Linked DNA regions of Anser cygnoides: all the other regions are linked to region 3. A link is a contact called in public Hi-C data. All regions are on one chromosome and are shown on one strand. Each heading gives the region's core, a stretch centred on a gene start, on an enhancer-like site or on the middle of the called end of the contact. The rest is flanking DNA. Distances are from core to core; before and after follow the strand shown. Region 1 has its middle 17 kb from the start of CYP7A1. Region 2 holds the start of CYP7A1 (cytochrome P450 family 7 subfamily A member 1). Region 3 has its middle 74 kb from the start of BPNT2.

The links. Hi-C and Micro-C count contacts between places; a contact is called where the count stands out from the background.
Region 1: a Hi-C map of liver shows a contact between it and region 3, with 2.5 times the contacts expected there. The contact joins two enhancer-like sites. A contact is called at or near these places in 2 of 7 Hi-C or Micro-C datasets (both in liver).
Region 2: a Hi-C map of liver shows a contact between it and region 3, with 2.2 times the contacts expected there. The contact joins the promoter of CYP7A1 here to the enhancer-like site in region 3. A contact is called at or near these places in 2 of 7 Hi-C or Micro-C datasets (both in liver).

The regions. Positions count from the first base shown.
Region 1 is chr2:123,861,845-123,864,544 of Taihu_goose_T2T_genome, forward strand. No RefSeq gene overlaps it. Among named protein-coding and RNA genes, the nearest start is that of CYP7A1, 17 kb to the right of the region's middle. Within about 2 kb of position 1,422, at least 1 of the 3 cell types and tissues checked has open chromatin away from gene starts, as enhancers often do. A contact at or near this core is called in liver, where this site is marked.
Region 2 is chr2:123,878,650-123,881,349 of Taihu_goose_T2T_genome, forward strand. It overlaps CYP7A1 (cytochrome P450 family 7 subfamily A member 1), which reads right to left and starts at 1,405. Exons shown (of 6, transcript XM_013185866.3): 1 at 1,216-1,405. The coding sequence starts at 1,295.
Region 3 is chr2:123,487,493-123,490,252 of Taihu_goose_T2T_genome, forward strand. No RefSeq gene overlaps it. Among named protein-coding and RNA genes, the nearest start is that of BPNT2, 74 kb to the left of the region's middle. Within about 2 kb of position 1,374, at least 2 of the 3 cell types and tissues checked have open chromatin away from gene starts, as enhancers often do. A contact at or near this core is called in liver, where this site is marked.

The sequences.
Region 1 (2,700 bases), core at 172-2,671, 370 kb after region 3:
CTATATCTACAGGATTCCCTTTCAGAGGGTAATTCAGAGGAGAAGTCTCCAGGTTTACAATCAATAACTATTGCTCATGTAGAAATCTATCTTTGTTTTAAAAGTCAATGACCAAAACCTAATCCAAAGCCCATGTTTCTTTAACAGTCCTCAAAACTTTGAGAATGGGATTCAGTTCAAAGATTAGGACACTTAAATGTAGGTATCTGCCTCCATGCATTTACCTGTGGGCAATGTGTCCAACTACCATTACAGTCAGTGGAGGTTTAGGGCTTCATTAGGCTGCCAACCCACAGGCCCCTGAAGTCTTGAGGTCTCTAAGACACCATGAAGTTGACAGATATGACAATTGACTTAACGGGATCCACATACCTTTATGAAGTGAGCCTGGAGATGGGATACCACAGGGCATTTGAAATGGCTTTGGATACCTGACTGTCACTCTGGCTCTTGGTCATTCTGAAAATAGCACTTCACACTTTTTTAAATTTTATTTTCCTGTAGTCTTGGGCTGCACAATTTGATGTTTTGTTTTTCAGACTATGTCATAAATTTCAATCTCTCTCTGTATATGTGACACTCAGTTTTTTCATTCCCTTCTTGTATGTTCACCATATATTCATTGCCAAATCTATATTACACTGTAGTTACAAACTTGAAGTAAAGGTTGTTGACTTATTAAAAACACCTGCCTGAAAAATATAATAATTATAGCCATGGATAAGTATAGCAAGCAATGAAAATTCAGTATTCCCTCAGTTACTTCTTGTTGTCCAGCATATTTTTAACAATACAATAGATTGTAATGATGGTTACACAGTGCTGCTGATAGCTGGCATGTGTTTTATTTGGCAGGCTCCATATATATTATTTTCTGGACATTTTTACTGGTAGTCCTCTGCACAAAGGTTCAAGGCTGGTTGACAGTGCAGTTTGGTGTGCTGATCTTTAGTGATATCTGTAGTAGTGGAACACCTTAATAAATGCTGTTCAAGGCCAGTTTCCAAGGCTGAACATTATCACCTAATAACTTTGATCAGAGTGGTCACAAATATTTGCTTAAGTACATGCATGTGAATTCGGTCTGCAGTATTTTATTTACAGCAGTAACTGCTTGGAACAGGCTCTGTCTGAGATCTCATCTGGAAATCTAGGTTCATGGTTTCCACTAAAGTGGTGCTCTTACTGGGCTCTCCTCTTGTTGTACCTCCTGATAGTCCCCCTGTCTCTCATTCCTCCCCTTAACCTTTTGTTCTCCCTTTCTGTTTCATTTCCTAATACAAGCTTACTTCAGTCACGATCATGCCACATTCCTTGCTCTCTTGCTTCCAATCTTGCAGAACAAACCATTTAAAATCTCAGTCTGGAGTACTGCCTAAGTGCTGCTCGAGCTTCCCATCAATTGAATTTACACTTGCTTCATCCAAGTGACACTTCCTCCTAATGTCTTTAGCCAGGTCAAATCTCAAAACCAATACCTCACCCTCAACCTTGGTCACCCATTGCCAGTCTCTGCCACAGTCAGCGGTGCTCCTCTTCTTAAAATGCTGTCTCTGGGCTTCTGCATAATTGCTGTTAAGATACAGCCTTTCCTACCCATCCTCTGGACAAAACATTCACCCAGGTGCTCCTTTCTAGCTCTTTTGTCACTGCTGCAATTTTCTAGTGCTCTCCTGTCCTACTACAATCAATTCATATTTTTGCTGCAAAGGTCTTTTATACTGTGATCCCTCCACTTTTGCTGCCTCCTTCTGCACTCTATGTAGCACCAAGGATAAACTGCTCTTTTTTCACTTTCGAGTAGCTTCATAGCTTCCTCCTCACCTATCTGTCATCTGCTATCTTGTGTTCTAGACCTGACCTGATCAAGATGCTTTCGGTGTTGGTGATGAACTTAACATTAGCCAACCTGCTGGTCTATTCAGACCACTAGCTGGCATGCAGACAAACCCTACCTCATTGTTTCCTTGCCCTCCACTAGACGGATGCTTTTCATCTTCTCTTTTCCTTAGACTGTGACCTCCTTGGGAATAGTGGTTTTATTCTCTGTTTGTATAACTCTTACTACAAAGTCCTGATCTGTGTGGCAATAATAAAACAACGGTAAAAACATTCTGAGTGTGTAGGCCAAGGAATAAGCATGTAACTTGTGCCACCATTTAACTTTAGAAACTACTCCTGGGGTGAGACCGGGCTTGCCCTTCAGCCCTAGACTCTGCTCTGCCTGCACTGGGAGCCTCAGCAGTCAGCTTGGGTACTCTGAATTGCAACCTGGCATCTACCTTCTGGTGGTACAAACCTAACATCAGGCACCTGCAGATAGCTCTGTGGCATAGCATATCACAGAATCACAGAATCATTTAGGTTGGAAGAGACCTCCAAGATCACCTAGTCCAACCTCTGACCTAACACTAACAAGTCCTCCACTAAACCATATCACTAAGGTCTAAATCTAAACGTCTTTTAAAGACCTCCAGGGATGGTGACTCAACCACTTCCCTGGGCAGCCCATTCTAATGCCTAACAACCCTTTCAGTAAAGAAGTTTTTCCTAATATCCAACCTAAACCTAAACCTCCCCTGGCAAATATCCACTGTATCCAGTATTTTTGTATCCAGCACTCAGATCATCTGACTATGATTTCTTCAGATTCTACAGAATTGCTAATTTTTATCATATTATCAAATTTCAGGAAAAGTC
Region 2 (2,700 bases), core at 155-2,654, 390 kb after region 3:
TCTCTCCTCCAGGAGAGTAAGCAAAGGTAAGTAAAGGTAAGTAAAACAATGATGCGAAGCTTTTTGCAATAGTTGATTTCTGCTGCTGTTGATAAGTAATTTCTTTGCCTTTAAAGAGTAATCCTATTGTGATTTCTATCGTATACAAAAAAGAATAACTTTAACAGTCTGTATTATGATAAGCATAACAAAACACAGTTTGACTTTGTCACATTTCTTTTCCCTAGATCATGAGTTTATTTTTTATCTACTTACATGCAGCATTGTTGCCACTAGCTAACATGCACAGATACTTAATTGCCCCATAAATAAATAATCTTTCCCACTAACATTGTCTGAAACATTTTTGGCAATGGTATTCACAAATCAATTTGAACACCAAAGAGAATAGCCTTTTGAGTGTAGAAAGGTTGTTATTATTGGCATATCCCATTTGGACCAGGTCCTGCTGAACACAGTGGGAATTTGGCCATGATCTTCAGTAAGCATAAGATTTAGTCTTTCGAGCAAAGCGTCATTAAGAACATGCTTTATGTTAAGCATATGCTTAAAATGAAGCATATGCTTAAATTATATTTTTTATTCCGACAGTCAGAAAACTACTCCCCTGCATACAGTCACTGTGGCTGCTAAAATAACTTTCAGATAATAATTTGGTTCTTCTACTATGTTGCTGGTGGTTATTATTATATGAACTTAAATATTTTCACCTTTTTATTAAACTTTTTATAATAAAACAAGAAAAGGACTGATGAAAACTATAAAATTACAACAGAAAAGCAAATAACTTTTTCTGAATAACTAGTTAAGATAGATGGATAATATGAAAATTTTTGTAAGTTGGTATTAAGCTATAATTAGATAGAAGTAGGTATTAGCTGCAATTAGAATGCAGGTAAAGCTATAGCCCAGTACTTTAGGAAATCAGAACATGTATATTAATATTTTAATTTCCTCATTTGTGCATAGATTAGTATCAACACATGCCTAGGCATTAACTCACTGTTATTAAAAGCCTGTATGGACAAGTTCTGTTGTAACATAAACCTCTCAAAAGACCAAAGTACCTTGTTGCCCATGTTATCCTGCATTTATCTACCTGCATTTATCCACCTGATAAACTTAAGGTTATACTAATTTTAGGCACATACACAGCATGTTTGTCAGAAGTAAATACTTGGTATACTGAGATACATTTACAAACAGATTCCTTACCTCCTCCTCCTCCCTAGAAGAAACCAAAAAGTGCAACAGAGTATTATTACTATTCCCCAGATCCATGATGATATGAACATTTCTGGCTGTACACAAAATCTTCCAGGTGGACAACCTGGTAACTACCAGTATGGCAGAAATGGTGACTGAGAATGATACAGACGACAGGTCACATCTTATATACAGTAGGTGCACGACTGTATTTAATGGCACTCAGTCAACCTTGCAAGCTATTGATTAACCTTTTCTGGACATAGCCCACTTTGTCTCTGTTCTGACATCTTTCTGCAGACCACTTCACTGGATTGATGCAGACAGTTGCAGACATGGCCTTGAGCTGATATCGGGTATCAGTAGTGGTTCCAAAGTAATCAAACAGCTGTAATAGTTGATAATTTGAAGGTCTCTCAGGTGTGTTTTGATCTATCCTGCAGATTTACCAATTACAGTCTATAGTTCAAGTTTAGCAATAAATCAAATGGCTGCTGACAGGTGTCCAGTGGATTCAGACTGGGCTAAATGGTGGCTGCAGATCGTGTTGTCCTTTGGCTGCCAGCCTGTCCATCCCTTCTCTTCTCCTTTGTGTGGACTGACCTGGCTCTGGTGTGCTGCTGCAAGAGGGACAGGGAGAGGTTTGGCTGTGGGTAAAAGGATGGACTTGCTCCCTCTAACAAAGTTTCTCTAGCAGAAAGGGAAACATGGGTTTTCTATAATGCAGAGCAAGAGAAAACAGATTTGTATGATCATACTGTATTTTTTTTCCCCTCAATGCCCTTCTTGGATCTCCAATTCACCCTTTACTTTTCCATTTAATACTTCTGTTTTCTATCTTTGACTCATGCTGTACAGCACAGCACCAATTCAGCTAATTTTATAGCCTAGGAATATGGTCTCTGGTCCTATTTCCCAGAAGCTCTGAAAAATGTATTGAATTTTCAGCACCCAGAGGACAAATCCTCCACCCCACCCCACCCCCTTTTTTTTTCTTTTTCTGTTTTCTTTCTGATTGACTCCTTTCTTCCTAAATATATCCCTATATACTCATTTTCTCTGATCATTCACATTGAGTTCTGCCGTAGATCAAGATATTCCATCACCTCTCCTATGAGGAGAGGCTGAGAGAGCCAGGACTGCTCAGATTGAAGGAGGCTCAGGGGGGATCTCACCAATATCTGTAAACACCTGAAGGGAGGGTGCAAAGAGGACGGAGCCAGGCTCTGTTCAGTGGTGCCCAGTGCCAGGACAAGAGGCCATGGGCACAAACTGGCACGCAGGAGGCTCCCTCTGAACATCAGGCACCACTTCTGTGCTGTGCTGTGACTAAGCACAGGTTGCCCAGAGAGGTTGTGGAGTCTTCTCCTTGGAGATCTTCAGAAGCTGCCTGGGCATGGTCCTGGGCAGCCTGCTCTGGGTGTCCCCGCTTGAGCAGATGGCCTCCAGAGGTCCCTTCCAGCCTCAGCTGTTCTGTGATTCTGTGATACCCTG
Region 3 (2,760 bases), core at 124-2,623:
TTGACCCTTCATTAATGGAGCTGAGTATACTTTTACCAGTGCATCACTATTAGTATTTTGCAGTATTTTAAAAAACTGAATAATCATTTATTTTCATCCACTCACTAAGTTCTCTGTTAGGTTCCTCTTTTTACCTAAAAAGTATGTCCCAGACAAGAGCTGTCCTTCATGTTGCGCAGAGACACTGACGTGCTAATGATGCTGTAGTCTTAGTGTTCTTCCAGGAAAAGTACCTGGACCTTCTAGTCATTGACCCTTAGAACCCAGTCAGGTACTCAAAGGTGATTCTGCCCCCCAGTAAGTTGTACAATGTGGTGAAAAATGCCCAGGAGCAGAAATACCCCCAAGAAGTTAACCACCTGAAAGGGGTCATAGACCTTATGTTCAGCACACTGGAGCAAGCAATGGCCTGTGAGCTGAGGCTGAAAGGAAAGGATAAAGAAGAAAAGACCTTCAATAGAGAAAAGGTGTCTGCCTTGAAGGTTCAAGTTTTTCTGTGTTGATTTGTTTTAGATATAGGACTTACCCAAACCTGCAAGCTTGACTCTTCTGCCCTGGAGGTGAATGCCTGACCTGCCCAGAGCTGCTATTGATCTGTTTGAGAGTCAGAGCCTCAAGTCTGAATCTCAGAGCATGACTAGAAACAGGTAGTGAATAATTAAACCTTTCTCAAATATACATCTTTCCCTGAACTACTGTTTTTTTAATGGTGATTTCCAAATTTTTCTTACTCTTCACTGATTTCTCCTTTCTTTCAGTGACTTTATGCTGCTTGGATTTTCCTGTTTTGCAAGAAGTTCCTTAATTCCCTTTTTAGTCCTCATCTCTCTTTTCTCTCTTTTTTTCTCTCAATCCCTCTCTTTCTCGATCACTGGTCCTCGGGCTGTTTATCACCTTCAAAAAACTCAGGCTTCAAATCCCTCCCTCCCCCACCTTCCTTCTCTCAGGTGTTACAGATTAGGTTAATCCAATAACCAATGGAACCTGATGCATGTTTAGAAAACTAGCTCTAACTGCTTTAATGTGTTTAATTAAGAAGTCCCCAAACCCTTAGCTGAATTCTGACAGCAAATACACCAAATGAGTTTATTCATGTGATTGCTGTAAGAATTCCTGAAACTTGGCAGAGGAGACCTGGGCAGGTATTGTCCATTTATGCTGGTACTGTTCCTGAGATACCTTTTTAGAAGGTGATGCCATGGATCATCCTGCCTTATCTTAGTTTCCCCAAAACATTTTCTACCTTGAATTCTGCTCCATAAGTGATCACCACAGTGTCAGTGCCAGGCTGGATGCAGTTGGCTACTTATGTGTTAACCACAAGGTCATCTAAATATTGCTCTGAGCTACTCAACATGCAGGAGAGGTTCTTCAGATCTGCTCTCATCCATGCAGGTGCAGAAGGCAGCTAACTATTACCATCTGCTCTCTGGAACTGAGTTTGCATGGAGAGCCAGAAAACAGACACCTGTTTGGAAAAGGAACGCACAATAAATCATTGCCAAATTATGTTGCAAGAAGGGTATGAGTGAACAAAAAAGTGAAACAGGAGACAGACAACTTCCACATTAACAGAAAAATAAGTAGGGTAAGAGGGACAACATTGTTGGGGTTGTAAATGGTATGTACAGTCAGGAAACTGGAAACTCATTTGTAAAGTTCAAGGGAAGGCGCATGATAGCGCTGTGTTCCCTCTGAGGTCATAGCCAGTTTACATTATCTACTGGGGAAGTGCTGTTTGTTCAGCTTTGACTGAACCATGAGTAAGTCTACATTGGGCTATTAGTTTTCCATGGGGTGCTTTATCTGATTTCATTCCTGACTTTGGTTTCTTGATCTGCTACCATTGCTACAGATTCACTGCGGGTTTGTCACTTCTGCTGAGCGACTTCTGCCACCTCTCTTCATTCTTGCAGGAATGTGCCTTCACACCTGGCAAGTGTCCTCACTACTTCACTAACTGCATGCAACACAACCATGAGAAGGGGCTTGTGCAGTTAGAAACTAGACTTGCCGGCAATCCGTTCCTGATCACAATATGAAAGTGAACTAAAATTACTTTTAATTCAACCCCCAGTATTTTCTGATAAATCCTGATAATACGGATCTTGTTTATCAGCTTGGATCTACTCAGGTTCAGAACACCATATAAACATTTATTTAAATATCTTTTCACGTCAGTTACTTTTGTGAAATTTAAGCATGTGCTTCAAGCTAAGTATTGTCCAAAATGCTGCCTTAGACTCAATTTCCTACTTTCTGTTTCACTGTTCATCTTCATCTTTTCATGCTTCATCTTTTCAGTCACCACTACGTCTTTGATTTTCTAAAATTAAAGTGAAACAAGCCATCTCCTCTCCAGGACATTGTGTTGTGCTCTGTGAAGTTTTCCTTGATCCACGTGGCCTTATTCTTCTGTTTTACTTCCACTTGTTAACATAGACTTTAAACACAGATCAAACAATGATAAATCTTAAAAGGAGTATATCGATAGCTATAAACTACAATACACAAGTGTATGTTTAATATCTCAGGTTACCTGGTATCTCAAGATGAGGTGACTCAGGAGAGGAAGTCACTAACGGAGCATCAAGGTTATTTAAAGCCAGTTTCCTTGTGTGTGCTGTTCCTTCGTTGTGGAAGGCACATCATTATACCATAATTTAGGCTTGATTTCATAAATAGAGCTTTGGCTTTCTCTCTGATTCAGTCTTTCCCTACTTCACATTTTCTGAGCATTTCCTGCCAAGCTGCATTTTT